Linked DNA regions of Mus musculus: all the other regions are linked to region 1. Evidence: chromatin contacts called from public Hi-C data. All regions are on one chromosome and are shown on one strand. Each heading gives the region's core, a stretch centred on a gene start, on an enhancer-like site or on the middle of the called end of the contact. The rest is flanking DNA. Distances are from core to core; before and after follow the strand shown. Region 1 overlaps Nrxn3 (neurexin III). Region 2 overlaps Nrxn3 (neurexin III). Region 3 has its middle 18 kb from the start of Gm40538. Region 4 has its middle 160 kb from the start of Gm40538.

Region 1 (4,909 bases), core at 1,984-4,483:
AAGGGGAGGAGAGAGAGGAGAAAGAAAGGGAGAGAGAGAGAGAGAGAGAGAGAGAGAGAGAGAGAGAGAGAGAGAGAGAGAGAGAAATTTCATTAAGATGGAAACTTAACTCCTAAGGAAGAGACAGACTGGGATGGTGGTTGAAATGAGGGAAGCCAGACAGACTATTACTAATAGCCATAATTAAGCACAGAAACGCTGAGCAATAATTAGCTAAATTTTGCTAATTAGTGTAAATGATCACCAGGGAGATGAAGATTATGCATTAGTTAGAGGTTAGAGGCTAGCAGGGTCTTGCTATTTCTTTTTGTTGTTGTTCAAGATGTAAACAGTTAAAAGCAGTACTAATAGTGATGGAATTTGCAGAGCAGAGTACTTGAGGAGTTTATAAATTCCACCCCTCCTTTCCAAAAGGGTCGACTCATACACAGGTTAATTTTTCCCCCCTTACCTCATCTATGCTAAGATTGCTGCTTGGGTTTTCTCTAACCCCTTTGACGGGTTTTCATTGTGATTTCTCATTACCTGGCAACTGATAAGATTCAGGTTGATGGATAAGAAGAGAATAAAGAAATAGCCAGAGACTCCTCACAAACCTTTCATATCCAACTGAACTGCAGGGTGCACCAAACCCCAGGGGCTGCCATGGTGAAGATAAGAAAGCTTCTGTATTCTAACTCTTGCCTGTCCTCTTTTAAGAAGTCCCCATCCCACTGATTTGGGACTTGGGGACTGAATATATCGATACTAAATAGGTGGCCTCCATATTTAATTCATGTTTTTAAGCTTAAAATCAAGCGAAGTAGCAATTAACAGTAAATCCCAACCTTGGCTCTCTTCCTGAATCCCAGCTGTGAGCAACCTATAGCATCACTTACTAAAACAACCCCGAGACTCCCCAGAGCTTTCCAGTAATATTCACCTCCCATTCATATTTGAAATACACTGGCTTTCTTCTAGTTCAAGGCCAAGTTTAGGTCAGCATTGCTTTTATAAGTATGTCTTATGTGCAGGTCTTAGGGGGCATAGACCCATGCAACTGGGGTAGTTGTCATGAATAGTTTGGCTAAGGCTCCCTCCCTTTTTTTGCCTTTCATGCTGGCTTAAAATTAAAGCTAAAGCCTTGAATCCAAGAACCTTCTTTTGACTCAAGAAAGATTTTTAAAACAAACAAACAAACAAGCAAAGCTTGCCATTTTTAATGCTTTGCCTAACTTCCCAAATCCTCCAAGATCCTGCTGATCAGTAGCCATCCCCTTTCCCCACCACCCTGCCCTGTGGTGGGATTCTCTCAAAGGCAGTTGGAAAAAAAACAGAAATCCTCAGAACAGCTGGGAGTTTTCACATATGCTCTTATCCTTGCTTGGAGGTGATCTTTAAATTATTGATTATGCTATAGATTTGTGTGAAGTCCAGGGCAGCCTGGGTGATGCTGAGATCATTTGTAAAATTGGAAGAGAAGATTAATAAGGTACTGGTGTACCCACAAATAGTCTCTGGCTAGGGCTCCAAGATGGAATGAGCCCTTTTAAAAACTGAAATCTAATATCCTTCTTCTCCTTTCTCAATCTCTTCTTTGAGGTTCCCCACCCACTTTTCATGTATCCCTCTACCAAGTAGTCACTCAGAGAACAGTGTTTATGGGCCAGGCGTTGGTCTGTCTACAATATAAGTTAATAAAACATTGGTGTGTTCAGCTTGGGCATGACTCTGTAACTATGTTGATCCCTGTGAAAGACAAGTGCTTCTTCATTGTACAAACTGTGGAGGAAGGTAGGGCCAAATCATTTCATATGAAATCTAAGTGTCCTTTATAAAATTCATATTTTCATTCTCCCGTGACTCAAAATACCCCTCCACCTTGAGTTTTTTTTTTTTTCCATCTTATGCTTGGTTTCCACAATTTAAATAGCAGCTGTGAAAGTGCTGGGTGGTTTAGCTGGGCAGAGCATAGAAATAGGTACAGTGTACTGGTTTTCATCCCATTAATTTTCATTTCCATACAGGTTTTATATTCTTTTCCAAACCATCCTAAGCAGATGTGGTAGTGGCCTCACTGGTGGCAGAGGAACCAGGGAGTCTTGAATGACACTCTGCCACGAGATCCTTTCAGGGCCTAGCCTCTAAAGTTTGCCCAGCATTAGGCTCACTCTGGGCTCCTCTGCTGAGCACATTATGGCGCTGTGCAGCTGCTCTCTCACCACTTTCTCTCTGCCTTCCTTCTTGAGATCGGGAACACTGAATAATTCAGAGTGTTGGTTGACAGATAAAACGATAAGATTTATACGTCGTTGGCCTTGGTGATGAATTAATTAAATTGGTTTCTCCTCTATCCTCGGCATGCATTGTTTTCTGTCTGTAAAATGTGCTTGCTGGTAAGTGGTGGGCTTGGAGATTTGCCTGCTCTTGAAAGATGGTAGGGGAAGATTATAATATCAGAGGATAAATCTTTTCAGGACTGCTAATGTTATTGCCGCCACCACCAGATAGGGTAGAGGTGGGGGAGGGGGGCTGCACTGTTACAGGCAGAAGAGATGAGAAATGCTTAACAATTGCCTTCAGGGCTGAGAGGAAAAGACTGTTTCTAACTACTAGTTCATAGAATCCAGCAGTGAGACTTTACTCCTCGATATCAAAATTTCAGAGGTACCACATTCTATTCTGTAGTTTAGAGCTGATTTATCAGGATTTCAGATATCTCTGGGACCCTGGATAGCCTTGGAGAGACACACATCTCTGAAGGTAACCCATGAGCTTCCCTTCCATATTTGTTTCCTTCTAGCTCAGCTCTGAAGGCTAAGGGTTGAAGATCAGAATGGAAGCAGGCTTAGTCTCTGGGGAGCTGTCTCTGGTTTACATATGGTCATTTCCCTACTGAGTTGCCATCTTGTCTTTTCTCTGTGTGCACCATCACAGGCAGAATTGCTTCCCCTCAACCTCCTTCTCTAAAGACCCATTCAGCTACATTAGGTCCACCCAACAACTTTGTTGTATTTTTGTCATCTCTTTACAGGCTCTAACTCCAAATGGCAGCATTCTGAGTTCCTGTTGAGTGGAGCTTCCATATACCCATTTTGTGGACACAGTGTAATTTTGACATCTCCAGGGTGGGGACTAGTCATCACTCTACCTGTACTGTGTGTTCAGTGAGTTCAGAGTAGACAAGTAAACCCTAGGTGACACTGACAGCAATTTACCAAATCCTAGGATGGTGCCTCGAAAAGAAAAGTCCTATTTACATAAATGGCGAAAACAAAGACAGCAGGTTTACTCAACTTCTGTTTGCCTTCTTGGCTGAGCTTCTGGGCCTGAGTCCAGACACTGATGTGCATAGGACTAACTCTGTCTGACTGCAGACACAGGCTCTGTGCATAGTCTAATGTGAACATTCCAAGGCTTTCTCAGCCAGACCTGTTGCCCTTCCAAGCTATATCCTCAGACCTCTCCTCACTGACTTCTTTAAGACCTATGGCTAATTTCTTGCCACCCTCCCAACACACACAAACACACACACACACACACACACACACACACACACACACACACACACTGCTAGTGCTTCACTTTTCACCTTTAATTGAGGAAAACAGATTAACTACATACAAATACTACATATTTTGGCAGCAAAAAATACTTTAAAAAGTATCATTTTTAATGATTTTCCAGTTGGATTTTATATGAAACTTATTTCTAGATATAAATGTTATATATATCCTGTCTACTTTATCAGTCAAGAGGCTCTAGTGAAATGACTAAGACAACATATTGTTCATTGTAAAGTTGCTATAAATTGGAAGCAAGGTGTTCAATTCTTTTGGAAAATAATTTTCTTCCCTTCCTCTATCCTTCCTTCCTCCCCTATTCCTCCTCCTCTTCCTCCCTTCTCTCCTCTCCCTTCCTTCTCTCCTTCTAGGTTCCCCCACTTCAGATACTTCTTTTTAAAATGAGCCATGAAAGCATGTGTTAATAAAGGTCTCAATGTTGACTGGTAATGGAGTTCAAATGGATGCTGGGACATTAGGAATGGGTGAGGTAAATCAAGGACAAAATTTAGAGTTGAATGTATTGTGAATCAGCCTTTGTTTCTTTTTTTGCCTGGCTGAGAGGCATGTATCTTTAAACCTCAATAGTTGATAGTATGACTTGTCTGCTTTATGCACAAAATTTCCCAGAAGATTAAATTATATACGTGGTCCACATGACTCACATGGGTGGCACATTTTATAAGAAATACAATAATGTCAGGGCCACCTTCTCTCATGGACCTAGGTTTGCTTGCCCACCCACAGGCAGGTTGAAGATGCTGTATTCCTGCTTTCTCCTTATTTCGCTATGGCAACACTGTTGGCCTCTGAAGAACTACTTCATTTGTGCACTAATTTTGGGGAAAATGTAGATGAGAACACCTCCATAAGCATACAGAAATCAAACTGGGATGTGACCTACAGCTATCCCTTTAGGCAGAGATCCATATTGGATAAGTTCTAACCATAGTTAACAAATTGTAACAAGACATGCAGAAGCTCAGAGATCTTGGATAATAAAAGTGATGAAGGCTCTGAGAAGATTCTGAGGCCAAACATTCCTATGTTTGATATGCATTAGGAGGTAAACTAAAAAAAAAATAATTTGACAAACCTATACTTTAGAGTAGGAAATAACTTTTGTTTTTAGGTCAACTGTCTTCAGATATGGAAAGGGAAAACTTATTTTAATGCTGTTTTTCCTTTGTAATTTTACATTTTAGAGATCCGGGGTCATAGAACAGATACTTTCTAGTCTTGATTTAAAGACAGAGTTCTCATGGGGAGAACACTGTAGAATCGGAGAGTTCATTGCAAGTTTTCTTTCTCGCCAGTTCTGTGAACCTGGCGGCCTGTTTATAGTTGTTCCTTTAACTTCTAACCTT
Region 2 (5,464 bases), core at 866-3,365, 510 kb after region 1:
AGGTCACAGATACTGATCCTGTAGAGGAAAATGGCCACACCATATAACCTACTAGTACCTTCCCTAATCTTCTAAATCTAGAGATCCTCCCCCACCATAAGCCTAGGGACTCCTCCTCATCTCAGAGACTGTTCTCTAAAGTCAGTGACAGTAAACCATCTCCTTTGTTTGATGGGTTGCTTGCTATTGCATATCCTGTCTCAGCTTCCCCACTGCAGGAAGCCAGAGTTACTAAAAGTTATTGTACCTGAAAACTGTCTCAGCACATTGCTCTACAGAATTTGAAAAGAATCTATGATTTCAAACAATTTTAGGTTTTGACTAGACTATGTCTTTCTAGAATAAATGCAATGACAGGACACAAAGTGGTGACTTCTTGAAATCACACCACTTCAATCGAAAAGAGATGCCAAAGAGACTTTGTCTTTCTGACATGGGAGGAAAATGTCAGCCTTACAGTTAAATGAGCAACTTCCCTGGCAGAGTATTTCTTGCATCTGTGATGTGCAAGACACAGTGTTTTTATGAAGTATTCTTAAATTGCTTTTTCCCTGCTGTCCACGTGTTTAGTAATCATATAATGGTGAAGCTTTCTGGGAACACTAGTGTGTATATATATATATGTATATATATATATATATATATATATATATATATATATATATATACATATACATATTTTGCCACTCTAGTAAAGAGTCACTGATTTCAAAATTGATTTTGCTAAATCAACTTTTCTCAACCAAAACGTGAGTTTCCAGCCAGTCATGGAAACCTAGGCTGGGCATTTTTTTAAATGGAGCTTCTAGCTCAGCATATATTTCATATAACATAAAAGCCTTGAATGCACAAGACACATCTTATGCTAATGCAAGGCAGGTTGTAATTTTAAGAGTCAAGGGAGTTTCAAGAGATACATAATCAAAATGCATCAAGATGAACATTTAAACCTGTTGTTTGTCCCTGTCTCTTAGCTAATGGGAAATTAGGATAGCCCCAAGGTAGTACAGGAAACTTTTAGAGTTCTTTGGTCTTGATCTTGGTCTCAGTAAAATGGAAAATAGATCATCGTCATGCTCCTGAGAGCCAGTAGATAGGATCCAAGAAAGCAATAAAGAAATGTTATATTCATGTTGATAAAGCCATAAAGAAAGATCACTGTGTATGTAACACACACATGAAGTCTTCATAGTATTTCCAAGAACATTATTGACTGAAAGTCATCATCTTGCCAGAAGATCCTGAAACCAGCCTGTTTGGATTCTGCCACTCAAAATCACTTGAGAGTATCTTTAAAATCTAAGGCTTTAATTTCAAGGTTCCAAATTTTGGGTAGGTAGATGCATATAATGAGCTCTGTCTCAGTCCAGAATAATAAGTCAATAGCCAGAAATTACCCATATGCAGATGCAGCTCATTTTATAGCAATTTCAGAAGCATAACCTCTGCCCTGCATTCATTAGAGTAAGGATGAACTGTGTTTACGCCTGTACTAATTATGTCTTTTTTTCTTTTCAATCCCAGGAGGTGAATTAGTTATTCCTCTTCTGGTAGAAGACCCTTTAGCTACCCCTCCTATTGCTACTCGTGTACCCTCCATTACACTCCCCCCTACCTTCCGCCCCCTCCTCACCATTATTGAGACCACCAAAGATTCCCTGTCCATGACCTCTGAGGCGGGGTTACCTTGCTTGTCGGACCAAGGCAGCGATGGTTGTGATGATGATGGCTTGGTGATATCTGGGTATGGCTCAGGGGAAACCTTTGACTCTAACCTGCCCCCTACTGATGATGAAGATTTTTACACCACCTTCTCCTTGGTAACAGATAAGAGTCTTTCCACTTCAATCTTCGAAGGTGGCTACAAAGCACATGCGCCCAAGTGGGAATCCAAGGACTTTAGACCTAACAAAGTCTCGGAAACTAGTAGAACTACAACCACCTCTTTGTCCCCTGAGCTGATCCGCTTCACAGCGTCCTCCTCGTCTGGGATGGTGCCCAAATTGCCAGCTGGCAAAATGAATAACCGTGATCTCAAACCCCAGCCTGATATAGTCTTGCTTCCGTTGCCCACTGCCTATGAGCTAGACAGCACCAAACTGAAGAGCCCACTAATTACTTCCCCCATGTTCCGTAATGTGCCCACAGCAAACCCCACGGAGCCAGGAATCAGACGGGTTCCGGGGGCCTCAGAGGTGATCCGGGAGTCCAGCAGTACAACAGGGATGGTCGTCGGCATTGTGGCTGCTGCCGCCCTCTGCATCTTGATCCTCCTGTACGCCATGTACAAGTACAGGAACAGGGACGAGGGGTCCTATCAAGTGGACGAGACGAGGAACTACATCAGCAACTCGGCCCAGAGCAACGGCACGCTCATGAAGGAGAAGCAAGCCAGCTCCAAGAGCGGCCATAAGAAACAGAAAAACAAGGACAAGGAGTATTATGTGTAAACATAACACCACCAGTCGTATGCGAACTTAAAACAGAATTATTTCTATACACACACCTGAATACTTTGACAATGAGATTTAACTTGTTGAATGTGTTCTGTGAGATGGGGTGTACCACGACTATGGTGGGAAAAACCATTTTTTAAAGGACACATACGATGGTGTATCTCTCTGTGTAATGGTGAGCCATGCTGCAAGGTTGTAGCCTTGGCCCGAAGACAGAAAATTCTCTCTGCCCTGCTGTATCATAAAGCACACACTTAGTGCCCTGGAGCAAGTCCATGACTCCACATGACCTTGGAAGCTTTCTTCTCTCCAGAACATTTGGAAAGGGGTAGAAGACCATATGGCTTACTTGTTCCATAGCTCCAAGTGAGTCTGTAATAATGTTTGTGAATCTTGACTGTAACAATGTTGGGTTATTTTTTGTTTGTTTGTTTGTTTAATTATGTAAAAAAAAACAAAAACAAAAAAATAAGAAAAGAAAAACGCTTAAAAAAAAAAAACACAAACAAAACAAAACAAGAAACCCAGAAATACCCTTATCTGGTTCTGACCAGTGTGTGTGTAACTTTCCAAGATCTGAGGGGAAAATAGCTTTTGGGTTTTCATTTATTTTTTTGACAAAGACTGCACATAAGAAGAAAAGGAAAAAAATATACTCAGAAAAAAAGTATGAGACTCTTGCCATATGAACTCAAAATCTACCATGGCATTCACTCCATGTAGCAGGTTGTGGTGTCTCTAGAACCAATTGTTAGTTTCCTAATGCTTTGGTGAACCCATGTGGGATGACAAGCCGTTTGAAAAGCAGGTCCCCAGATCTAATTCCAATATTTGCCATTCAAACCTGTAACAGATGGGTTTGGGGCTGGTGTTATCGGAGCTATTGGTTTCACTTAACAAATACTGTCCCTGTCCATCAACCCAAAGTGTGTGAACGGGGAAATGTAACCCCCAAGAATTAAAGCAGAGCCTTTCTAAGGGAAGGAAAAAAGGGAAAGGGGGTGGACTGGATCTGTGAAATGCATGCAAACAAAGAAAAAAAAAAACCCACAAAAAAGAAAAGACAATGTTAGCATCTGTTTCAACAGACTGCAAGGGAGTTCCTAACTTGTAACACAACCACAAGTGGTCACACAAGCCTAGTCATGGCCAAGTGTGAAAAATCATAGTTACTTCCCCACCCCCAACATAATAACGGTTTCCATATGGTTTAACTTTGTAGCCTGATGTGAGTAAATCCTTCCCATCTCCTCATGTCTCCTTCCGCCCATCTTTTTTTTTTAAAGACAAATAAATAAATGAGTAAAGCTGCTGTGACACACACACAAAAGGAATTTAATAGTATAATATATATAAATAAATATATATACAGATATATTTATCATGGTATGTTTGATGGGATGACTGACACAGAAATCTGTTAAAGTCTTGAAGTGGAATGAGAATGTTATTTTAAAAGAAAAATAACAAAACAACAAAAAAGTAAACCTTAAAATGTGAAGAAAGTGTGAGTTTTCGTTTTGTCACAGTTAACTGTGTCAAAGAGAATTTAAACAACAAACAACAGAAACTTCTCAGATTTTGTTTACATATTTTACTACATTTTTGCTGGTATAATCCCTTAGTCGTGTATGTACCTACCGCTTTGAGAACTGTTATTTCCTTTCTGTCTGTTTATTTGGTTTGTGTCCCATTCTCTTTCTGTCTTCTTTTTGTAAAGAGGAAACAATGTACAGAGTAATTAAAAAAAAAAAAACAAACAAACAAACTGGTTTCATGGCCATAGCCATTCAAAAAGCAAGAAGATAAAGCAAGACACATACTCTCACAGAGGGCAATGTGTCATCTGGAGGGGCAGGCATATACAATTTCTTTTGTACAGATGAAAACCAATCAGCTGTTTAGATTTAGAAATCTACTCTTGCTGGTCTTTGTAAGTTGCATGAATATTTGACTTTGAAAAAACAATATCTTACAGACATGGGGCAGAAGGCACAGTCTAAAACAGTGGTAGCCTTTACTGATGTGTATGGAGAGCGGTGTTCCTCCTTATCTGAGATTTCAATGTTTTAAGAGTTTTCCTTTTTTTTGTTGTTGTTGTCATTAAAAAAGACAGGACTGTACAAGGATATCTAAGCACGATTTTAGATAAATGGCCCAGCCTATATGAAGTTGATTATATCTCGATGTCTGTGACAGATTGCTGTTCTTGGAGTCGTGAGATCTTGTGAACTGATATTCTCCTTTCTTTCTTTCCACTTTTTTTTAAAAATCGGAGTAAATACTCATTTGTTATATTCCTTTTAGTGTAAGTTAATATTTGGACAGTTTTACGGGAACTTGTGCATTCTGTACGAGAGCTTTCATTGGATTCCTGTTGTGTTCTTTGCAGACCCTGAAAGAGATTTTTTTTCATAATGTTGCGATGTTCCTGCTTTTTTCTTTTTCCTTTTCTCTTTGCTTTCCCATTTGCTTTTTCGTTCATGGATATGCTTAGCAATAAAATGTTCTTCCCAAAACCCTGTGTGATGGTGCATGTTTATTTTCTTAAAGTTGGTAAAAAATTTTGGGCACAGAGCTAAGTACATCATATTTTATTACAAGTCGAGAAAACTAGAACCACGTTCATGTGCTATAGGCTGTCCTGACCACGTTATTAATGCCAGAGTGATCCAAAGGGCATATTCACGAGATGAGCTAATCCCCAGTCTACCTGAGGTCTTTGGGTTCAGATTGCTGTGATGGACAAAGATGAGGAGAAGGTGCATTCCAGAAAGGTAAGATGGCAGAAAAACACTGAAAAACACTGCTGGAGGCTTTGCTATCAAAACTCTTTGGTAAGTGTTTTCTACAAGTCAAAACACTTTGAGCACTATTTAGTAATTATATTCAGACATACCCATAAACAGAAAGCTTTGGGTATCCTTTTTGCTAAGCTTCCCTTCAGAGTACAGAAGAAAATACAAAGCTTCATTGAATTATAAAATAAAACTTGAATGAGATTCTAA
Region 3 (5,245 bases), core at 21-2,520, 610 kb after region 1:
CAGCCTCCTGTTTCCACCTCCAGGAACACTGGGGTTCAAAGCCTATGCAACCACACATTGCTTTTGGTTTTGTTTTTTTTTTTAATTCAGTTCTGGGATCTTAACTTAGGTCTTCAAACCTGAAGAGCATGTTCTCTTGCTCACTGAGTCATTTCTTGGTTTCCTGGAAGAAAATATCTTCCTATGATAGATAATATCTCCTTTTCTGTTGGGAAAGATCTTTTGTACAGAGGGGCTCAGCTCTAAGAAACACTTCTGGAATTGAGACAGTTGTTGATTCACACTGAGAGTCTTGTCTCTGATACACTATATACGGAAGTTACTTTGGTATATTTGCACAAAGAAATACCTTAAAGCCGTTAGGATAATAAAGGAAGCTGAGAGTAGTTCTCTCTATTAATTCACTTAAACTGCAACACCTCCTCTGGACCTAATAAAATGCCACTGAGAAATAAGATTAGGAGAAATTGGTACTTTCTGTATTCTTCAGATTTTCTTATTCCTCTATGACTGGGGCTCTTCTAGTACATGAGGATGGATAGAGTCTAAGATGGTGGGAAAGCTAAGGGAAGAGAAAGCTATTGTCTTCTCAGTTCTTTGAATGTGGCTTCTGACATTAGCATAACAGGACTTCTTGAACAGTGACATTGGCTCGGTTAGGGCATCCAGGAGAGCAATTCTCCTTCCTCCAAGAAGTTCCCATGAGGCTTTGTTGCTAGGGAACCTGTCTTGGTTTCTCCCTCTCTGTGGAAGGGACAATATACATCCATCAGCCTTGCTATCCCAAGACTGTTTGCCATCGAAGAGGCCAAAGGTTTCTTGTTTGCAATTTCATCAGAGAGTTGTTCTCATCCAGCCAAATGCATGAAGAGGATGGCAAGCATCCTGCATCCTCACTCCCAACAGGGAGCTCATGAAAAAGCCCACATTCTGGTATTGCTTTAGAGTGGGCTGAAGCAGCTGTTGAACAGCAACTCTATACAAGACTGAAGAACAAATTCCAATTCTGATGGAATCTTTCAGGGAAAATTCAGGTGGCAGAATGTCAGCATATGAGTCAGGACGGTGAGATTGTATAACACCTCGATTCTCTTACCTAAAAGGAATCTAGGATCTTTACCAGCAGTAATTCAGCAAGAAGTGAATTTTATAACATCATGATGGCAAAAGAGTCAAATCTCTGGCCAGCAGCCCCCTTGTAGGAAGCCTGGCTTTCATCAGCATCCGGCACCTCCTGCCTGTGCCCTTGGCAGGCCCCCAAGAGAGGCAAGGATGCCACTAAATCCTGCCAACTTGCAAAGCAGCCAGGAGCTCAGCAGAAGGTGTGTGCTTCCTGGCTTCTCCTGGAGTCCATCTGGATGCTCCCTCACACCTGTTTGGGAGGGATTTGGAGGCCTGGTTTACAAATGTAAACGTGGCTTAAACATTCTGGTCCATTGCTGATCGCTGACCCGCTGACCATGAACCCGTATTTTTGAGAGACTTGATGCAAAGAGATCATTTCTATGGCCTTTCTCCTCTTCCCTTGTCAACCTCAGATGGTGAAAATATGCCACTCCATATTTAAAAAATAAATAAATAAAGAAGAAGCCTGGGATGAACAGATGTAAAGGTGATTTCAATTTCTCAATAAAGGTGACACTAGGCCAAATTTGATATTACACTAAGCCCCACATAACGTTTAAAAATGAGTTTTTTCGGCCATAAAATTACTAATTGATCTGTCTTGTAAAAAGATAAAGGAAATGAATGCCTATTTGAGTTTCATTTCTGTCAGCCTCCCAACTCCTTATTTTATGTAGTGCAAAATGAATTTTAATGAAGCAGCTTCCAAATTTCAAAATATGTCATTACCCTCGGAAGTAATTGCCACGTCCGACTGCCTTTTCCTCTCTTAGTGTCTGCCTTTCCAGTATGGAAGTCAATGTTCCGTGCCATACGCTCTTCCACATGCCATTTGAGAAAAACAAATTAGGAAAAGACTGTGCCAGGAAGAAGTCATCTCTCTAGTCCTTCAACAACTATTTAGAGAACTCTGCTGTATATAAGATGCTGGGGTGAGGTGGGGCAGGGGTTTGTGCTGGTGAGTAGGTATGCATATCTTCCTGCGGATGTAGGTGTGTGTGCATTTGGATGCTTGTGTACAGAGATCAGAATGATGATGACGGTTTTCTCTATCAATCTTGACCTCAGGTTTTGAGACAGGGTCTCTGAATGATCCTGAAGCTCACCAATTCAGCTAGCTATTCTGTCCAGTGGACTCCAGGGGACACCTGTCTCTGCCCACCTTAGCATTGGCATTGCCGATGCTTGCCACTGGCCTCAAATTTTTATGAGTACCAGGGATGGAATTCAGGTCCCCCTGCTTTCATAGCAAGCCTTTTACGGACTGAACACCATCCCGATGTAGTATGTTTGGGTGCTTCCAAAGAGACTAAAATGTAAAATAGTGAAAGCCCCCTTATGCATTTTAATGTCGCACAGCAATAAAATGAGCATGCAGTTATATAACAGTCAAATGATTATTAATGCTATGAATAAAAAGAATGGATATTGTTGGATGGGAAAAGACAGAAAATAGGAACATACAGTACCAAGCAAACAGACACACACACACACACACACACACTCACTCACTCACTCACAGGAGACAGGGAGAGAGAACGAGAATGAATATGCCAATAAAATGGTAATGAAGGGGAGAGTCCAGTGGCAGTCTGAGAACAGAGCTTCTTATCTGGATGACCTCAGTCTTTACTCTTGAGATCTTGAGAACATCCTGTATTTGTGTAAGGATCATTCATATGAACCAGTATAATAAGCAACAGAGAGGAGAGAGGAGAGGGGAGAGGGGAGAGGGGAGAGGGGAGAGGGGAGAGGGGAGAGGGGAGAGGGGAGAGGAAAGGACAGAGAGGACAGAGAGGAGAGAGGAGAGAGAGGGGAGAGAGGGGAGAGAGGGGAGGAGAAAGAGAGAGGAGAGAGAGGGGACAGAGAGGAGAGAGAGAGGAGAGAGAGAGAGAGAGAGAGAGAGAGAGAGAGAGAGAGAGAGAGAGAGAGAGAGAGAGAGAAGAGATCTGTATCAGAGGATACATTTGTTCCTTTTGTCTTGACCTTCTTTTCTAGATGGCTTTATGGCTCAATCCAGATTATTACTAATAGAATATCTCGTCAAAGGTCTCTCAAAGTCACCTGGCTTTAATGAACATTTTGCCTTATTCAATCATGCCAAATAACTTTTCTTCATAGACTTTATCACCATCTAGTTTCATATTAAATATGCATTTGTTCAATGCCTTCCTTCTAAGCAGAGTAAAGCTCTGAGCAGTATAGACTGTGGACCTTGTTGCTTACAAAGCCCCAAGATCCAGCAACTAGACCTAATACATAATAACGCAAAAATCATTTGTCAAGTGAATTAATGACAGCAAAAACAATAGCATTTTAGAGTTACTCCTCATGAGATTTTTGAGATTAAGTAACCCACGAATGCCAGAGACTTCTAGTTATCTTCTAATATTATTTTCATGTTTTTTACAATAATATAATCTATTATTTTATTTGACAGAATGGCATCCCAGAACAAAGACTCTATTTCCAGAAACTGATTTTTAGTTTCAGATGTTCATGTGACTAACTTTCAGCCAAAAATGTCCAGGTCAAAGAGTTGCATGCAATTGTGGGACAAAGATTTCCAAAAGACACAGGTGGTAGGAGTCCACTCTACCTGTGTGTTCCCAGTGACTGTAGCCTGGGCATGCTGACTGGAATTCAAGACTTCAAGCATTTGCCTTGAAACTTTAGATGGCCTACCTTAAAAAGCACAAGAAAACCCCTGAGGATCACAAGCTAAGGAGAGAACGAGTCACTGAGGTGACACACTGTTAAATCATGCCAGTTTATTACCACAGGGCTACTTAAATTCACAAGAAAACATACTTCTTTATTATTCCATTTTCTGAGATGATTACAACACATTTGAAGTAAGGGAAATATATAAAGAAAAGAAGTTTACCTAGTCCATAGTTCTGGAGGTTAATGGGGTATGGTATACATATCAGCTTGACTTTGATTAAGGCCCCATAGTGGGTGACATACAGTATTCACCTAGGAAGTGGGAGAAAGTAGGGAGTGACCACACTTAGTTTCAACCGAATCCCAATCAGTTCTCCAGAGAGGGCTGTTAGCAAAAACATCACTGTGCCTTGGATAGGTAGCACCTTGAATTATATCCTACTAGATTCTGCCTTTGTAAAGTTTCTGCTTTAAACTCAGCACCACGAGATTGGGAGTCAGTTCTCTAATACCTGAGCCGTTGGAATGCCAAACCACATCCAAATATTGCCTTTCCACTCCGTGTCCCTCAAGGTTCAAGGCCTTTCACAATACAAAATGCATTCATGCCTGGTACTTCAAAATTTCTAACCTTCTACTGCATAGTTTAAAAGTCTTAGTACAGAGGTGGGTATCATTAGCCTATGCCTATAATTGCTGTACAAGTAGAGGCAGGAAGATTATGAATTCGAGGACATCTTCAGCTTCACAGTGAGTTCCAGGCCATCTTTTTGAGAACTTGTCTCAGAACAAACAAGCTAATACCAGAAAAATCAACAACAACAAAAAAGAAGGAAAACAACACCAAAACTAACAAACAAAACCAAAACAAAGCCCAAGTTTGAAGTCTCCTAAGAGTCAAGGCAAACTTTCAGTTGAAGGCCCTGAAAATATTAGAATGAATTATATATTTTTAAAAATATATTTGTAAGACAGGTATAGGGTTAATACTCTGATTTCAAAAGGAAGAAATTTGGAAATAGAAAAGGGAAATTGGCTTAAACCAAACCAACCCTTTTAAAACCTAGGGGGGCAAACACTGAACCCTGCAGGACCAAGCTCAGCATCCCGGATGCACTGTGGCAGATGGGTGAACCTCTAAGATCTGAAACAGACCTGCTTTTATGGTTTTCATGACTGCTGGGAACCCCTAGCTCTTTTGTGCTGTGTGCTGGTATTGGTAGCTTTTCCCATAGGTGTTCTATGCTGTTTACTGCTTTGTCTCTCTGGGGTTCCCACTGAAGCTGAAGCTACCTCCTATGGCTCCACTAACCATCGTAGCACTTGAGGTTGTCACAGGGACTGACCCTTAGCAAACTTCTGATCTCCAAAGTCTTCCTTTGAAAATCCAGGTGACAGCAGATGCTGATGAGGATGTGGAGAAAGAGGAACAGTCCTCCATTGTTGGTGGGAT
Region 4 (5,417 bases), core at 327-2,826, 750 kb after region 1:
TCTGTTGTGTTCTTCCTGGCCGGGCGTGAGAACGCTATTAAGAAAAGAAAATCTGGAAGATGGAGCATAAAGAGGCTTTCCCCTCTCTCGTTTTATTTTTTTTCATTTTGCATACTTCTCACTGCTCCTCCTCCTGGTCACCCCATCCAATAATTCTTCCCCCTCCCCCTGTATTCTGAGAGGGTGGAAGGCCCCTGGGTATCTCCTACGCTGGCTCATCAAGTCTCTGAACTTTACTCTGCAGAGGATGATGATCTTACTGCCTCCTTCTGAGAGGAGCTACCTGCTGGCCACCAATATGCCACTTGCCCGGTGTCCTTCTATTTTGAGCTTCTCTCTGTGTATGAATTGCTGTTTAGCTGTCCAAGCTTCAGCTGCTATCTAACATAACCCAGGACATTTGTTCTTTTTTTTTTTTTTTCTCATGAATCTCTGGTGAATCAAAAGGCTCAGGGTATAGCAGAAGTAAAAAGAAAGATTATCAATCAGTCTTGCAAACTCCATACATTGATGTCAAAATTTTATAGACACATTAACTAAGACCCAGAACAGCAAATATGCCACATAATTTTTCACAGAAAATTATTATGTGCACACAAAAAGGTATAAACTAGGGTGCCCACACAGTGAAAAATCCTAAACTCGTTTTAGTTTTATCTTTGATTGAAATGTGTATGTAATTCAAAATTTAAGTTAAATTATGCACATAGTCTAGGAAAAAATCAGGACCAAGACAGAGAAGTGATGGCCTCACAGAAAGAGAGACAGTGTCAGCACAAGATGGACATCTTCTCTCTTCTTCTGCATTACCTATAGGGATGTACAAGCAACATGAGAAGCTCTTTATTCAACATACCTATGATATAAAAATGACTGTTACCTAAAAGTAGATGGGGGCTGGTTAGGTGGCTCAGCAGGTAAAGGCACTGGTTACTGAGTTTGATGACCTGAGTCCCTTCCCAAGGACCCACATGGTAGAAGGAAATAACCAACTCCTGAAAGTTACTCCTGACCACATGCACATGGATCATGTACCCCAAAATACACATAAACTGGTATGCACACACACACACACACACACACACACACACTGGGCTTTTAAACTGGTTTTCAAGTAGTCATCAATGAGGAAGATTCATCTTCCCTGTGGTTACTCTCAATGCCTATGGAATATGAACACATAGCAGATTCATATCTGAGGCTTCACAAAGAGTCTTTTTACCCCCTCCAACTTTTCTCTAGATCCTACAAAAGACACTATCCTTCTTCCTCTGTTCTCATTTCTTCCTAAAAGTTGTCACCCTGTGCTTTGCCTCAGGTATGTGCCAATGTATTTACATGTTTGTGTGTGTATGTGTATGTGTGTCTATGCATGTGCATGCGCGCGCGCACACACACACACACACACACACACACACACACACACACACACACACACATTCATTTGTAGCTCATCTGCTGGTGTCCAAGAAAAGCTTGAATTTTTTTTTTCTTCTTGCCTCTCAGCTTGGAGCCTTTGTACAAGAAATTCTGACAGTGAACACTGCCTACCACTAGAGAGCAGCCCAGGCCAACGATTTCCTGGGCAAAAAACCCTCTGTCTAACAAGTTATTTTCAAAAGGTTCAGGTTCTCTTAGTCTTCTCATGTCTTTCTCTGGGCAAGACACTCCTAGTTCCCTTCGCAAGGAATACTCTCTGTACCTGTTCTGATGTCATGGGAAGCTGAATACCATGCCAATTCCACTAGAAATGTCATTGTCAAAAACATTCATTGTTGAGGTCTCCCTGCTTTTAAGCATTGACGTGTGTCAATTATGAAAAAAAAAAAAATGGAAGTGGGGAGAAGGTTGTGTTTAAGAAAAGAACCACTTGATTTCATGGGGAAATAGAGCAAGATCTTCACGGATTCTTCCCAAGCTTTTTCTATTGAGAACAAAGGGAGCCAGGCAAAGCCAGGCAAACCTAAGCAGGGTCCTATCCATGCCTTTGGACGTGGCTTATTCCTATGGAAACTGATTTATTTTTCTTACATTTGTGAAGAGAGTAATTGTGTCCCATCCGGACTGATTGTTAAGCTTCAATAGGCCAGTGTCTTCATTCCTTAATTTACTTTAATGAACACAGAAAATAACTATTGCTGATTGTCATGTCATTGTACAGGAAGAACTCTCCTGTCTACTGTGCAGGGAGATGAAGGTGCAGAGAGAGCTTTTGGAAACTGATGTAGGAGAGTCTCCTTCAATCTAGATGCAATTTAAGGTGACAGTTAGTGCTGTCTCTGTCTCTTGCCTCAGGGGTAACCTCAGGCAAATGACTCAAATTTACCCTCAACCTTGGTTTCTTCTCTTTTTTTGCAAGATGCAAGTCCTAACTGTTCTCATCAGACAGGACCTAGGATTAAATGTAACAACATGTGGAAAGTGTTTAATAAAGATTGACTGTCGCTGCTCAAAGAGCCCACCACATTCCAAGATCCCTGCTGACTTCTCCTTGCCTTATTCATCTTGCCGTTTTATTTCCATTTATCCAATTTCAATTTTAATTTTGTTAAATATTCATTATACATGTGTTATGTTCCAGGTATAATAGAATGCAGCACCTCAAGAGGCTAGTGTAGCTTACCAAAGAGAAAAGCTGTCAGAACGAATACAAAGAGAACATGTTTCACATTTCCCTTTAAAGGTAACACACAAGGCAGACTGTGTTTATGGTCAGAATTGTTTTCGGGAATATCTTGGAGATATATATCATATGTGGTTTTAACTCTTTTTATCCAGTATTGTTTGAGGCCTAACTTGATTTTTTTCACAGTCATTTTTAATGTTACATCATGAATACCCTGTGTGAACACCTAGTGATATGGACCACACCCAAGCTGTGATGGAGAATCCTTTACTTGATTTACATAGTTTTCTGAAATGTTCAGATTTCTTGCTGTTGCTACTTGAAGAGTATAGAAAACACAATGGTCCCTCTGCCAAGAAGTTTGCATTGGAGGGGTTCAAATGATTAACCGAGTCATGTGACTTTCATGTTTCGCTGTAATTGGATGTTCAATGTGCATGCGGTTGGAGCACAGAGAGGTAAAATAATTATTTGTAATGGGCATTGATGGGAGGAGCCATAGATGAAAGTGTTGAACTCAAATGATGACTGGGATTTTAATCAACATTGAGTATGTGGAAGAAAAAGAGGTCTACACAGCTGACATGAGAGCATAGTTAAGTACAGTGAGAAAGAAGAAGAAAGATATAAATTAACTCCTGGGCACCTTGATTTCCTTAATATGTTCCAATGACAGACTTTGCAACTGAGGCGTCATGAGCCTATGGGAATGCCTCAAAGTCATACATTCAGTAAACAATGAAATCGGAATCTTAATTAGCAGTGTTCCAACATATGTGTTCTCTATGCCACATTGTCAGAGGTGTAAAAAAAGATAATTACAGAAAAGAATATAGTGAATTAAAAAGAAGATGGAAAAACAAACAAACAACCCTTACATTGTCTTTTTTAGGAGACAATAAAAATGTCAACATAGTTTTCCTTTTCATTAAAATAGGTGTTCTAAACATTAGAGATGTCATCACAAACTGCTTCTTTTCTTCAGGGTGGCTGGGATTTGCTTGTATGAGATGACTAATAATTTTTAAAAACAACCAACAATAACTGACAAAAAAGTTACCAAAATGGTAATTTGAAGTAAATCAGATAAAAAGTTACAGGATAGCTAGAAAATTATGTATGCATGGTGAAATGGAAAGGAAGCTGTAGATGGGAGGAGACATGGGTCGTTTATGACTAAACCAAGTGTACCCTCCTTGGGAAACTGTAAACCGCCTGTTTGAAATGGGGATGTACCTTTTCCATGCTGGTCTTCAATTAAGTTAAGCTTCTGAACTCTATTCTAATCTACTCTGTAAGTACCTACAAAGATCCGTTCTTGAAGCATCAACAGAAATATCTATCCTCAAGTCCTATTAATCCTTCTTGCTGTAGACCATACCTCACTCAATTTATCTCTTTAAGGAATACTTGTTTGTATCTGTCTTGTTTTGTTTATTTGTTTGTTTTATATCATATATATATGTATATCCTCAAACTAACCATCTTCCTATCTTAGATTCTTGAGTTCTGAGATTATACTTGTACTCCACTATGCTTTGCAATGATGATATTTTTATTGATGGCATAGTATTTCTTAGTAGATAGAGTATTAATTACTTTCCTTGCTGGTATAGTCAAATAACTGGGAAAAGTAACCTAAGAGAGAACAGGACCATTGCCCTTGTACTTTGGGTATATAATTTATCACAGCTGTAGAGAGATTGTTGTGTGAGTTTTTAGTTACTCTGCTTTATGCTCCTGGAAGGTCACACTTCCAGCCACCAACCGAGGGAATCTTTGGATCCACGAATGAAAGACACACACACACACACACACACACACACATTAACTTATGTTTAATATGCCATCTATCTCAATGGCTGGGCACTTCTTATCCTCTGCCTGCTACCCTAGGTCCAATCAGGAAAGTAGCCAGTGGCCACTTTCCCCAAATCACACATGGCTGATTGACTTTATCTCCTGCACCTCCTATGTCCATCCATGTCTCTCTCCCTAGTCATGGTGATTCCTTTCTCCTCCCCCCTTAGTCCTAGACCATGCAACTCTAAGGGTCTTATCCTGTCTCCCTTTGCCCAACCATCAATATTTAGGCACTAGCATCTTTATTAATCAAAAACTAATTGAGGACAAGGACCTTTAGAGTTTGAACATTTAGATTCCCAACTGAATCAAAGCATTTGAACCACCTCACCTTTTCTGTAAATACAGATATATATATATATATATATATATATATATATATAGAGAGAGAGAGAGAGAGAGAGAGAGAGAGAGATAACAAACAAACCTCTTATCTCAGACATAAATTGAGTACAACCACAACAATACAACAATTATGTAAATCACAGGTTATGATATACAATTAACATCCAGTTCATTGTATTTGTCAATTAGATAATGTACTTTACCATCATTCCTAACTTAAGAGTTTACAACTCTATACCTGAATTATGTTTTGATTTTAGCTTGTTATATCACCTGAAAAATGTGCTTTCAACTCTATACTATATTTTTCAATGCTAAACAACATAAGTTTGCTTATGAGACTATACCTAGTCTTCAACCCCATCAGAAATCCAAGAATGAATGAATTACCTGAATATATAGGAAGCATAAAAATAACTTGCAAAACTTAAACAAATTGCAGAGACAGCTGACTACCTGGACAGTCCCTTAACTTCTTATAATGTCGGAACATCTGTCTTCAGCTTTTTGGCCCACAGCTGAAAAAGAATATAAAGGAATAGTTTACCCTGCCTTGGCAGAGCTTAGGAGTCAAGTTTCCTGC

Evidence for each region. Hi-C and Micro-C count contacts between places; a contact is called where the count stands out from the background.
Region 2: a Hi-C map of cerebellar granule neurons shows a contact between it and region 1, with 2.1 times the contacts expected there. The contact joins two enhancer-like sites. A contact is called at or near these places in 4 of 484 Hi-C or Micro-C datasets (brain, cerebellar granule neurons and cerebellum) and 3 of 115 datasets of contacts at active chromatin or transcription factors (embryonic forebrain, forebrain and stem cell-derived neural progenitor cells).
Region 3: a Hi-C map of cerebellar granule neurons shows a contact between it and region 1, with 4 times the contacts expected there. The contact joins two enhancer-like sites. A contact is called at or near these places in 5 of 484 Hi-C or Micro-C datasets (brain, cerebellar granule neurons, cerebellum and 1 more) and 2 of 115 datasets of contacts at active chromatin or transcription factors (craniofacial prominence and embryonic forebrain).
Region 4: a Hi-C map of cerebellum shows a contact between it and region 1, with 4 times the contacts expected there. The contact joins two enhancer-like sites. A contact is called at or near these places in 3 of 484 Hi-C or Micro-C datasets (cerebellar granule neurons and cerebellum).

What each region holds. Positions count from the first base shown.
Region 1 is chr12:89,815,083-89,819,991 of GRCm38.p6, forward strand. The region is part of intron 14 of Nrxn3 (neurexin III); the gene reads left to right. Among named protein-coding and RNA genes, the nearest start is that of Gm40538, 590 kb to the right of the region's middle. Within about 2 kb of position 3,234, at least 7 of the 459 cell types and tissues checked have an H3K27ac peak or open chromatin away from gene starts, as enhancers often do. A contact at or near this core is called in cerebellar granule neurons and cerebellum, where this site is marked.
Region 2 is chr12:90,329,961-90,335,424 of GRCm38.p6, forward strand. Nrxn3 (neurexin III) reads left to right here. Exons shown (of 20, transcript NM_001198587.3): 20 at 1,828-4,975. The coding sequence ends at 2,450. Among named protein-coding and RNA genes, the nearest start is that of Gm40538, 76 kb to the right of the region's middle. Within about 2 kb of position 2,116, at least 4 of the 459 cell types and tissues checked have an H3K27ac peak or open chromatin away from gene starts, as enhancers often do. A contact at or near this core is called in cerebellar granule neurons, where this site is marked.
Region 3 is chr12:90,424,556-90,429,800 of GRCm38.p6, forward strand. No RefSeq gene overlaps it. Among named protein-coding and RNA genes, the nearest start is that of Gm40538, 18 kb to the left of the region's middle. Within about 2 kb of position 1,271, at least 13 of the 459 cell types and tissues checked have an H3K27ac peak or open chromatin away from gene starts, as enhancers often do. A contact at or near this core is called in cerebellar granule neurons and cerebellum, where this site is marked.
Region 4 is chr12:90,564,970-90,570,386 of GRCm38.p6, forward strand. No RefSeq gene overlaps it. Among named protein-coding and RNA genes, the nearest start is that of Gm40538, 160 kb to the left of the region's middle. Within about 2 kb of position 1,577, at least 5 of the 459 cell types and tissues checked have an H3K27ac peak or open chromatin away from gene starts, as enhancers often do. A contact at or near this core is called in cerebellar granule neurons and cerebellum, where this site is marked.